Regions from separate parts of the Mus musculus genome. Here regions 1, 2 and 3 are each linked to region 4. A link is a contact called in public promoter capture Hi-C data. All regions are on one chromosome and are shown on one strand. Each heading gives the region's core, a stretch centred on a gene start, on an enhancer-like site or on the middle of the called end of the contact. The rest is flanking DNA. Distances are from core to core; before and after follow the strand shown.

What was found. Promoter capture Hi-C pulls out the DNA fragments that hold promoters and counts their contacts.
Region 1: a contact with region 4 is called in a promoter capture Hi-C map of pre-B cells. The contact joins the promoter of AW146154 here to the promoter of Zik1 in region 4. A contact is called at or near these places in 5 of 39 promoter capture datasets (cranial neural crest, frontonasal cranial neural crest, maxillary cranial neural crest and 2 more).
Region 2: a promoter capture Hi-C map of second pharyngeal arch cranial neural crest shows a contact between it and region 4. The contact joins the promoter of AI987944 here to the promoter of Zik1 in region 4. A contact is called at or near these places in 5 of 39 promoter capture datasets (cranial neural crest, frontonasal cranial neural crest, maxillary cranial neural crest and 2 more).
Region 3: a promoter capture Hi-C map of the HPC-7 cell line shows a contact between it and region 4. The contact joins the promoter of 1600014C10Rik here to the promoter of Zik1 in region 4. A contact is called at or near these places in 4 of 39 promoter capture datasets (the HPC-7 cell line, cranial neural crest, frontonasal cranial neural crest and 1 more).

Annotation. Positions count from the first base shown.
Region 1 is chr7:41,498,555-41,501,254 of GRCm38.p6, forward strand. It overlaps AW146154 (expressed sequence AW146154), which reads right to left and starts at 1,336. Exons shown (of 4, transcript NM_001033530.3): 1 at 740-1,336. The coding sequence starts at 742.
Region 2 is chr7:41,392,077-41,394,780 of GRCm38.p6, forward strand. It overlaps AI987944 (expressed sequence AI987944), which reads right to left and starts at 1,303. Exons shown (of 5, transcript NM_001199330.1): 1 at 1,151-1,303. It overlaps Gm17102 (predicted gene 17102), which reads left to right and starts at 1,622. Exons shown (of 2, transcript NR_166533.1): 1 at 1,622-1,944.
Region 3 is chr7:38,182,524-38,185,223 of GRCm38.p6, forward strand. It overlaps 1600014C10Rik (RIKEN cDNA 1600014C10 gene), which reads left to right and starts at 1,264. Exons shown (of 4, transcript NM_028166.3): 1 at 1,264-1,376. It overlaps D530033B14Rik (RIKEN cDNA D530033B14 gene), which reads right to left and starts at 1,259. Exons shown (of 1, transcript NR_165180.1): 1 at 49-1,259.
Region 4 is chr7:10,494,026-10,496,789 of GRCm38.p6, forward strand. It overlaps Zik1 (zinc finger protein interacting with K protein 1), which reads right to left and starts at 1,356. Exons shown (of 4, transcript NM_009577.3): 1 at 1,117-1,356; 2 at 465-503. The coding sequence starts at 497.

The sequences.
Region 1 (2,700 bases), core at 86-2,585, about 31 Mb after region 4:
CTTTTTCTCAAGAAGAAAACTAGCAGCACTTTGTGATAAACAGCCTTTAATGTTGATTGGGACTCTAGAACGCTCCCTTGAGCAGCCAGTTCTTTGCTATGAGGATGGCCCTAGTGGCTGGTTGCCAATCAGAGTAGCCTCCTTTGTTAAGCACTGGAGCACTTTTCTGGACAATCCTAGTGAACAAATATATCTATCCTAGCATCCTGATCTCTAACGGGTCTGGTTAGCACACTACTTATCTGTAGGGTGTCTCAGAGGCATTCCTCCCTCAGCTAAACTCTACTTGCTGTCCCTTACTATCTCCTAAGCATTGGTAAATCCTTTAACATCATCAATTCTACTCTTCATCACAGTTTGATATTGGAGTGCTACCCAACATGAAATGCCTTTTACAACCTCTACAGAATTAACTCCAAATAGGTCTTACAGCTAAATGTTAAATGATAGGGGAGTTAACTTTTAGAAGTAAAGAGAAACTAGGCCTGAGTTTGACATCCTGCTAAGGATGTTTCCACACACAAGTCTCTGTGCCAGATGCTTTGAGCAGATGCAGCCCTCATAGCGAAGTTATTCACATCCACTGCTGGGTTCAGGGAATGACTAGGACAAAAAGGGAAGTAACAGGTGGTCAGATCTGGCCACACTTACCACCCAGACCCAGGGACAAGCCACCATACCAGCTCCTGCAACACAACTGCCTGCTCCTCCCCCCTGTGGGCAGTGGCTCTGCACTCACCATGTCGCGAATTAGCAATTTGCTAGAGCTTCCCTCACAGCACCCAGCAGCAGCGCTTAGAGAAAAACAATCAGAACTTTTCCAGCCCGCTCCGCTACAGAGCTGAAGCTGCCGCAAGGCACCCGGAAGATCCCGCCTCCTTTTCTGACTGGCAGGTCCACCTCAAGGCTCTGATTGGCCCTTAAGTCTTGAGTAACGCGAGTACCTCCCTGAGGGTTAGGGTGTGCAGATGAGACTCCGCATGATGGTTGCTGGCCGGGTCTTCCAGTACAGTACCAGACCTTTTCCAGATACATAGAGATTTGCATTTCAGTAGCACTTGTGTCTGTATTCTACCCGTCTGTCTTTCCATCCCGCACCGGGAAGGACCCATCACCTCAGCTCCTGCCGCCCAGCTGCCTGCTCCTCCCCTTTGTAAACAACGACCCTGCGCTTTCTAAGTCGTGGTGGAATCTGGAGCTTGCTTGAACTACCTTTATTCATTAGGCACTTCCCCTTCTTCCTCCGGAAATGAAGGTGGATATGTAATGGAAATCAAGCTTGAAAATTGTAATTCCCAAATTTGACCTGTAAGCCTCACCTGCCCAGGAACCAGGTTACTTCTAGGAATGCTGGGAATTGTAGTTCTTTGTAAGTAACAAGTCCTCGTGGGAAAGTACGGTGGCCAAATTGATTATCTGTATAAAGCCCTACAACATGTGACCGGGGGCTATCCCAGCTGGGAAATTCTGTGGATATTTCTGATCCAGATCCACCGCTTGGTCAGTACTTAATATTTAATAAACGGTTGCTTCAAATTTGGACGGAAATGGTTGATTTGGTTTTCCAATAAAACTCAGGTTTAAGGTATGGAAGCGCATAAGGAAATAATGGTCCCAAATTCGCTCTTCATTCCGGATAATCGAGGGGTGGGCTGACCCAGCCAAGGTCTCCGGGAAATGCGTTCCCTCTGCAGACTCCCGGGGTGAATGGCAGACTCGGAGAAAAACAGTAAGCTTCCTGTTGGTTCCTGGATTCTGGTTAAGGGGATGGAGTTTGTACACCCGTTCGGGCAATTGAGAGATACCTATCGTTTGTTTGTTTGCTTGTTTGTTTTAGTAATTTCTACGTAATTGGGAGTTCATCCAGGGCCATCAGTTATTTTCTGATCAGTTATTTGCCATGGGAGCTCTGGAAACGCCCTCTACTGACGCTGGGAGGTAGAAACTTAAGTAACCCCGCACTTGAGAACTTCAGCTAGGTCCCAATGCCTAGGCTGTCCAACTAATCAGAGACTTCCAGAGGATACCAGGAATTCCAGGGATTATACAAGGAGTCCGCTGAAACAGTCTCCCATCGGTTAAGTTCTCCTAGATTGATGAAACCTCTGTGTAACACCAATTCAATCTATATTGTTGACTCCTGTTTTGTGTTTTGTCCACTTGTCTAGTGCTTCCTCGTGTGTTACCATAGGGTGGGGGAGGGGGGCGACTAAATTAGAGGAAGGCACAATATAAGAATTTACGGACTTAGAAGCAGAAAAGGCCAATTCTAAATATCGTTGTCTTAGGTATCTGATCTGTCTTTGTGTGTTTTGACTTAAGGCTGTAAGGCACAGTGGCTCAGGGAGCTCCGGGTGCAGCATACATAGTTCCGACCCCACCTGCATCTAACTGACTGTGAAGTTGTCTCTCAATATGAGATGCTCTGACTTGGATTGTATTCAGAAGCTACAGACTCTACCCCAGGCTCAGATACTTCTTCTGCCTTCTCCTACCTGTGTCTAGCTGGCAGGAAAGCTGGGTCGAGAAAAACTTAACATTTTAGAACACCAAGTATGTATAAGGTAGATTTGGAGATAGACAATTCACAAATAGCACTTGGGGCTCATTGGATAGCTTTGTAATGTCCAGAGCTCTGCCCCCAACTGCACAGTGCCAGACCCAGCTCCTCTCCAAATTATGGATGAATCTGTGATTTCT
Region 2 (2,704 bases), core at 53-2,552, about 31 Mb after region 4:
CCTGGGGGTAGGGGGGGATGCTAGAAGGGTGAGGCAGGAGTGGGTGAGTGGGTAGGAACCCTCATAGAGGCAAAGGGGAGGGGATGGGATGGAGGTTGTGGAGGGGAGACCAGGAAGGGACAACATTTGAATGTAAATAAGTAAAATAATTACTACTAATAATAAAGACAAAGGAAGAAAAAAAGGAAAAAGAAAAAGAAAAGTTCTATTTTACTCTCAATACATGAGGGCCTACCTGGCTCTGTCAAGCATGTTCCTGGGTTTGAGAAAGAGCTATGCCATTTTCTATACATAAGGGCCTCACAGAAAGCCTTGCTTGATCAAGCCAGTCCTGGACCCAACAGTGTTTTCCCTTTTCAAAGAGTTGCCAGCCGGTGTTCTCCTGCGAATATGGCAGAACTATGCTTTTTCTCAAGAAGAAAACTAGCAGCACTTTGTGATAAACAGCCTTTAATGTTGATTGGGACTCTATAACGCTCCCTTGAGCAGCCAGTTCTTTGCTATGAGGATGGCCCTAGTGGCTGGTTGTCAATCAGAGTAGCCTCCTTTGTTAAGCACTGGAGCACTTTTCTGGACAATCCTAGTGAACAAATATATCTATCCTAGCATCCTGATCTCTAACGGGTCTGGTTAGCACACTACTTATCTGTAGGGTGTCTCAGAGGCATTCCTCCCTCAGCTAAACTCTACTTGCTGTCGCTTAACTATCTCCTAAGCATTGGTAAATCCTTTAACATCATCAATTCTACTCTTCTACACCACAGTTTGATATGGGAGTGCTACCCAACATGAGATGCCTTTTATAACTTCTACAGAATTAACTCCAAATAGGTCTTACAGCTAAATGTTAAATGATGGGGGAGTTAACTTTTAGAAGTAGAGAAACTAGGCCTCTCTGAGTTTGACATCCTGCTAAGGATGTTTCCACACACAAGTCTCTGAGCCAGATGCTTTGAGCAGATGCCGCCCTCATAGTGAAGTTATTCACAGCCCACCGCTGGGTTCAGGGAATGACTAGGACAAAAAGGGAAGTAACAGGTGGTCAGATCTGGCCACACTTACCACCCAGACCCAGGGACAAGCCACCATACCAACTTCTGCTACACAACTGCCTGCTCCTTCCCTCTGTGGGCAGTGGCTCTGCACTCACCATGTCGCGAATTAGCAACTTGCTAGAGCTTCCCTCACAGCACCCAGCAGCAGCGCTTAGAGAAAAACAATCAGAACTTTTCCAGCAGGGTCCGTTATAGAGCTGAAACTGCCGCAAGGAACCCGGAAGGTCCCGCCTTCTCTCCTGACTGACAAATCCACCCCAAGGCTCCGATTGGTCACTAAGTCTTGCGTAACATGAACAGCTCCACCTCAAGGTTCTGATTGGCCATTAAACCTCCCTTAGGGTTAGAATGTGCAGATGGGACTCCGCTTGGTTGCTGGCCTGGTCTTCCACTACAGTATCATTCTTTCTGCAGATACACAGAGATTTGAATTTCAGTAGCGCTTGTGCCTGTTTTCCAAAAGCATACCCGTCTGTCTTCCCATCCAGCTCTGGGGAGAACCCACCGCGTCAGCTCGGGCTGCTCCTCCCCTTTGTAGGAATTGACCCTGCCCTCCCTAGCTCTCTAAATCGGGAAATCTGGAGCTTGCTTGAACTACCTTTGCTTTATTCATTAGGCACTTCCCTTTCTTCCTCCGGAAATGAAGGTGGATATGTAATGGAAATCAAGCTTGCGTATGTAATTGCCAAAATTAGCCTGTAAGCGTTACCGGCCCAGGAGCCAGGTAACTTCTAGCGATTCTGGGAATTGTAGTTTTTTTTTCTAAGTAACCCTCGTGAGAAAGTGCGGTGGCCAAATTGATTATCTGTATAAACCCCTACAATATGTGACCGGGGGCTATTCCGGCTGGGAAATTCTGCGGATATTTCTGACCCAGGTCCATCTCTTGGTCAGTACCTAATATTTAATAAACTGTTGCTTTTAATTTGGACCGAAATGGTGGTGGGGGGGGGGGAGGAGGAGGAGGGGGGGGGGAGGAGGAGGAGGAGGATGAGGAGGAGGGGAGGAGGAGGAGGAGGAGGAGGAGGAGGAGGAGGAGGAGGAGGAGGAGGAGGAGGAGGAGGAGGAGGAGGAGGAGGAGGAGGAGGAGGAAGAGAAAAAGCCCCAAATTCTCTTTTCATCCCGGATAATGGAGGGGTGGGCTGACCCAGCTGTGTCTAGGGTCTCCAGGAAATGCATTCCCTCTGCAGAATCCCAAGGTGAATGGCAGACTCTAAACAGTAAGCTTCCTGTTGGTTCCTGGATTATGGTTAAGAGATACCCTGTCTGATAAACAGGGTGAAATTGATGGGGTTTGTACACCCCATTCGGGCAATTGGGAGACGCCTATTTTTTTATTTTACTTTTTTATTCTTTATTTTTATGTATTTATTTATTGAGTAATTTCTGCGTAGTTGGAAGTTCATCCAAGGCCATCAGTTATTTTCTGATCCGTTATTTGCCTTGGAGCCTTGGAAATGCCATCTACTGACGCTGGGTGACAGAAACTGCAGTGGCCCAGTATGTGGCAACTTCACCTGGGTTCCAACGCCTAGGCTGTTCAACAAAGCAATTTCCAGAGGATACCAGGCAGTCCAGGGATTATACAAGAAATCAGTTGAAACACAATCCTATTGGTAAAATTGTCATAATCAGTCTGGTGAAACCTC
Region 3 (2,700 bases), core at 14-2,513, about 28 Mb after region 4:
TCAGCCGCTACTGGCTGTCTAGGAACACTTCTAGGTGTCAGGGTGATAATTTTAGGGCTTTATTCATCGTCGGTGTGGATGTCTTATAGCCTAGTCTCTATTCTCCACTGAACTTTCCTGTTCCCATCATTGCTACATACTTCTGATATTTAGGCAAAGGAGAAAACAAGCGAGTCCGGTTCTCGACCTTGCCACCAGAGGGCGCTGCCCGCGGGGGACATTGAAGCGCCTCACCTCATAGCTCCACAGAGAGCAAGGAGCTAATCTATTCTTAGCCTCAGTTAACTTTGGCTCTTGAAAGTCACCCAAACTCGGGCAAAAGCTCCTACTCGAAAACGCACAGACTTTTCCACTCCAGCCAGGAGAATCTTGATGTTAAAAGGGGTTCGAGGCCTTCTAAGAAGACAGAAAAGAAGAAATAATATGGCCCTGCACAGATCATCTGTATGCCCGCAGCAGCTCTCCACCCCCACCTGGCAGATCGCGCTAGGGGCCACTTGGACCTAGACTGGAGTTCGCTCGCCACACTCTCTATTTGGGTGGCATTGGCTAGCCCAGTCCCTCTGTATCTAGTTTGTCACTGACAACCGTGCGTACTCAAGACTTTGCTCAGGGTTAAAGTTCAGTATTGGGAGAGATACCAGATTTGGCATATTTTCAGGCCAGCCCTAGAGTCCTTGGGACCAGGGGGCGGGGACTGCTCCCTAGGCCTCTCTGGATTTTTCTGTTACTCTGCTCTCTTTCTGAGTGGCTCCCTTTGCCCTGCAAGTGGAGTGGGCTCTGTTCTGGTCTTAGGAGGTCTGAAAGCTATACCAGCCCCTGCGCGTCCCACGCAGGCCCCAGCGTTAATTAACCAGCAGTCGCTCCTGACAGCCAAGCCCCTCTATCATCTCCCAGGTCCAGGACCCTGTGGGAGAAAGGGTCCGGCAAGTCACAGACCCAGCCAGCGCAAAGGGCGATCGAGGAGAACCTTCCAGGAACCGTCCCAGATCCTAAACGTGAGGTTGGGCACTGAGTGGGGTGGCCAGGCGGAGAGGAAGTGGGGGCAGCGGGTCCTCGCGACACAGAGTCCCCTCCCAGATGCTCCCCATTTCCGCAGGCACAGAGCTTCCTAGCCTGGGTCTTGGTGTCAGTCAATCAGACGCTGGGGCGCGGAAGGGACGCCTCGCCCCGCCATCAAGATCTTTCCCCAGGCCTGTCCCATCTTGAGGACCCAGACTCATGGGGACCCAGAGCTCGGCGACCCGGAAGGCCGGCGGAGCCGGAAGGTGGGAGGGCGGAGCCAGGGTGGCGGTGGCCTGTGAACGCCTCTCTGGAGCTGGCAGAGCAGAGCCGGCCTCAGTGCCTTGGCGGTCCCAGACTCCAGCTCGGTAAAGGTGCGCGCGGGGAAGCCGGGGTCTGCGAAGCCGGTCGGGGACCCTACGGTGTCAGGCCCAGTGCTAGAGCTGTTCATCTCAATGCAAAGGACCTGAGACACTGAAGGCCTAAGCTGCAGCGCCGAGGTTGGAGTAGTCAGCAGCTCCGTGCGCTTCCAGCCGCAACCTGGATGCTTGGGAGTGCGCGTGCGCGGTGCGGTGTCTTCCCACAGTTTATGCCTTCTGCCTAGCGGACTGCTGTGCTTGGCCCAGAGAGGGAGGAAATCTGGGCTCTAGCTTAGGGATGGCCAGGAATGAATGTCAGGGGATCAAAGGGCCAGATTAATTGGAGCTGTTGTTGAAAAACGTTCTTCTATGACTAAGTAGATAAGGTGCATGCATGGCCGGGTGCAGAGGGCACGGTGCTGCTGAGTGATGGGTGTCAGTTAACTCTGCGAGCTATGTAGCGAACCTACCACTGACCACTTCTGATCTTTCAAGAGAAATTAGGAAGATCTAAGATATATGTAAGATTGTATTATTGCTGTTAGTTTGAGACTGGGTCTCACTATGTAACCTTCACTGGTCTTGATCTGGGAGTCCTACCATAGCCTCCCCCATGCTGGGGTTATGGGAGGGAGCCAGCACACCCTCGATATCTTCTTATTTTTAAATACCAACAATCAAGTAAGTAAACAACTTAGTAGGCTGGAAGAACAGGGTGATGAACTTCACAGAGGACAGAGTACAACTGGGGAATTCCAGACAGGGGAGCAAATATTGCTATTTGGCCAAAGACCTGTTTTCCACTCAGTTTCTGTTTGTTTCTCCCTGCAGCCTCCCCTTACCCACCCCCTACCCCTGACACATTTCCTCCCTCTACTCTGGGGATTTGAATCCCAGCTTCGTCTAAGATTGCTATAAAGAACATGGAGCCCCCTGTTACTCTGAGGCCTCCTCCTCTGTTCCTCACAACTTGATTGGACTCAGGTCAGGCTGCTGTCCAAAGGTTTGAGTTTTTCACCTCCTCTGTGTATGGGAGCCCTGCTGTCATCTTCCCTCCAGTCTGGGTGACTATAGGACATCAGGGCTCCCAGTTAGCTTTTGTCTTCCCTATGGCTGGCAGATGGACTTCCGGTGAACAGGACCTGTTTTGAGGACAGCATTATTGAAGTCGTTCTGCTCCCGTGGGAAGGTCCTGTCTTCTGCGCCCCCCATCTCTTCCTCGCAGACAGACAGAGGTGGCCCCTGGAAAGAGGAGAATGGGGCGTGTTACCTTTCAATTTCTTGAGCCTGAAGAATTCAGAAAGTGAAAGCTTTCACATAGACTCCAGGTCCCAAACCT
Region 4 (2,764 bases), core at 106-2,605:
TTCCTCCATCTTCACCCTGGTGTAATCACTGCTAACACTTTCCCAAACTATTATGGCAGCTTCCCCCATGGTCTTATTGACTTCCTCACAATAACTGGGTTCTCCATGCCACAGAAACATGGAGGCTTATGTGACTAAGATTAGATCACCTCCCTCCTCTTCCCTTTCCTTTCCCTAAATGTTGAATTACTCTCATCACTCTAAAGCAGAACGCTGAGATTCATTCCAGATCTGAATCCTGCCCTGCTGCTTTCACTTCCCTCAGAAGAAAACACTTGGGGTTCTATGAACCACATGAGCCTCATCTCCAAACATTTACACATGCCAATCAATGCCTGCGTCAACCTTACAGATCACATTCTATTGTTTGTTACCAAAAGGAACTACTCCAATCTTCAATTTGTTAAGGCCCCTTTGACTCAAGACAAATATCTCAGTGACAGCCTAGGACATATTCTCCTCACCTGCATGAGGGCCATATCCATTTCTGCAGTCATGGACACCTGTGAGATGAGAGATGTTATGAATGATGGCAGGGACCCAAAGCTTTAGGTTTTCCTATACCCTCTCCCAACCCGGAGCAAAGTGACATAGGGATGCCCTCGTTACATCTGATCCTAAATCCTCAGTGCTTGTGCTTACTTATGGACCCTTGAACAATGACTCAACTGGCCTATAATATATCTCCACACAACTCCCAGGTTGGAAAACCCTAGGGTGGTCCAAGAACTAGCTGAGATGAGAATATACATACATATATACATACATACTCTCATCACGAGCAGCAGCTTTTTGGAAACCCTAAAACCCACACTCAAGTCTGTGTAGTTTTTCCATAACACGAATTCCTGTCATGGGGAAAATGGTACAACACTTCATCTCATTATTACGGGCCTAAATAGTCCACACTTCAGCGTCGCTCCAAGAAATTACACACACTATGGCCCTGGCTGTACCACTCCGCCTCCTCATTGTAGCTTTGCAAATAGAAAAGCCGAATCACGTACTCCTACTAATACAGGGATCTGGGGAGTAGCGACTTAAGGGGACTCCCTAATTCCGACTCTGCAAGATAAGTGGCGAGGACAAGGGAGCCACAAATGTCGCACCACTTACCTAAGCCTGGTGCATGAGCGTGGGCACAGCCATCCAAGTAAGCGAGCGCAGACAACGGGGAAACGGGGACGAGGGACCTGGACAATACTGCCACTGTCAGTGCCGGGGCTGCGATGAATATTACGCCCTTAGAACCGCTCCTTTGAGATTCTTCGATCCGTACACCTCTGGACAAAGGGGTCTTGCACACGATCTGGAAGGAGGGACCCAAAAACCGCTAAAATGAGCGCCACAGAGCGCAGCCGGAAATCCCGCCCCATTCCTCCAGCCAAACCCGAAGATGGTACTATCCTAAATTCTCATTGGCTCATGCTCCTCTCTCTGTGGATAGTGCATTCTGGGTAACGTAGTTCCTTCAGATATGCGTCTGTGGGTGGGGAAGCTGTGCAACTTCATCACCTGGAACAAAGGCCAAAAGGGATGTGTGCTGGGAAGCGCCATGTACGCTAGCAAACAACCCTTTTCATCTGTCTTCTTTTCTGAAGTCCTCGGCCATAGTCTGGGGCCACCCACCCCAGTGTTTTCCAACTTGGGGGCAAACAGAATACAAGGATGCTAGACTGGAGGTCAAAAGAGGCTGTGGTTGTATAGATGAACTCAAACTCCGGGGGAACTGCGGGATTTCTCCATGTGTACCCAAATGCTGGGCAGACATCCGATGGAGAGCCCATGCCTAGCCTCTTGAACTAGCTCAGGGCACTTGGCCTCCTAGTCCACTGTTGGAAGCCACTTGCAGGGAGTCGAATTTAAATCCATAGTGACTCCTACATTTCCCTGTTGTCTGCTTAAATACCCCCTCCCTTTGTATTCTAATACCACTCCTATGGCACTTGATTTGCCTCTTCTTCAGTGTTGCCCTAAGAGAACACACACAGCTCCTTAAGCTTCAACTAGATCTGTCCGGTAGCTAGAAAGTTGGCTGACTAGCCTGAATATCAATAAAAAGCAGAAATTGCCTCTCCAGGAAAAAAAAGAAATCAGGATCTGTGTGAGGCCAGCAAGTTCTGCAACTCGCCCTCTCCTGAGGGCGCCGCTTATAGAGGTAGAGAGCAGCAGCCACCAACTGGCCATAAACTAAATGTAACTCTTGTACACAACTACAAAAAAGACAAAGTTAAACAGAGTTCAAGCAAATCTTAAACTCCTAGCATATGAAAAGTTTTGTGTTTGTCTGTATTTGTATATTTGGCATCCATCAATCTCAGGACCAGAGATAGCTAAAGTTGTAACTCATGCTGATGTACACCATGCAATTCCTACAAAGGATGCCAGAGGGAAGAGAATTATTAGTTCTGGGCTAGCATGGTTACAGAGCATGAGTCAAACTAAAATATCAACAAATACCAACAGTGAAAGTCAATTGAACAGGTTGGAGTGTCTTTTCAATGATACTCAGTTGTCTAAATTTCCAAGTGGCTAGCTGAGCTTTCTACTACTTCTAGGAAACTAACTGGTCTGGACGCAGTCTTCTTTGCAGCTTGGTTTATTAAGGAAAAATGTGCCTTGAAAATCTCATTTTTGGGGGGGGGCACTTTCTGAAGCTATTTTGCATTGTCTCAACTGCCTACTTAAGAATGGAATGTTTCAATCTCACAGTTAACAGTTATGCAACAAAGCTATACATACATTATTACACATTTTAAGGAGA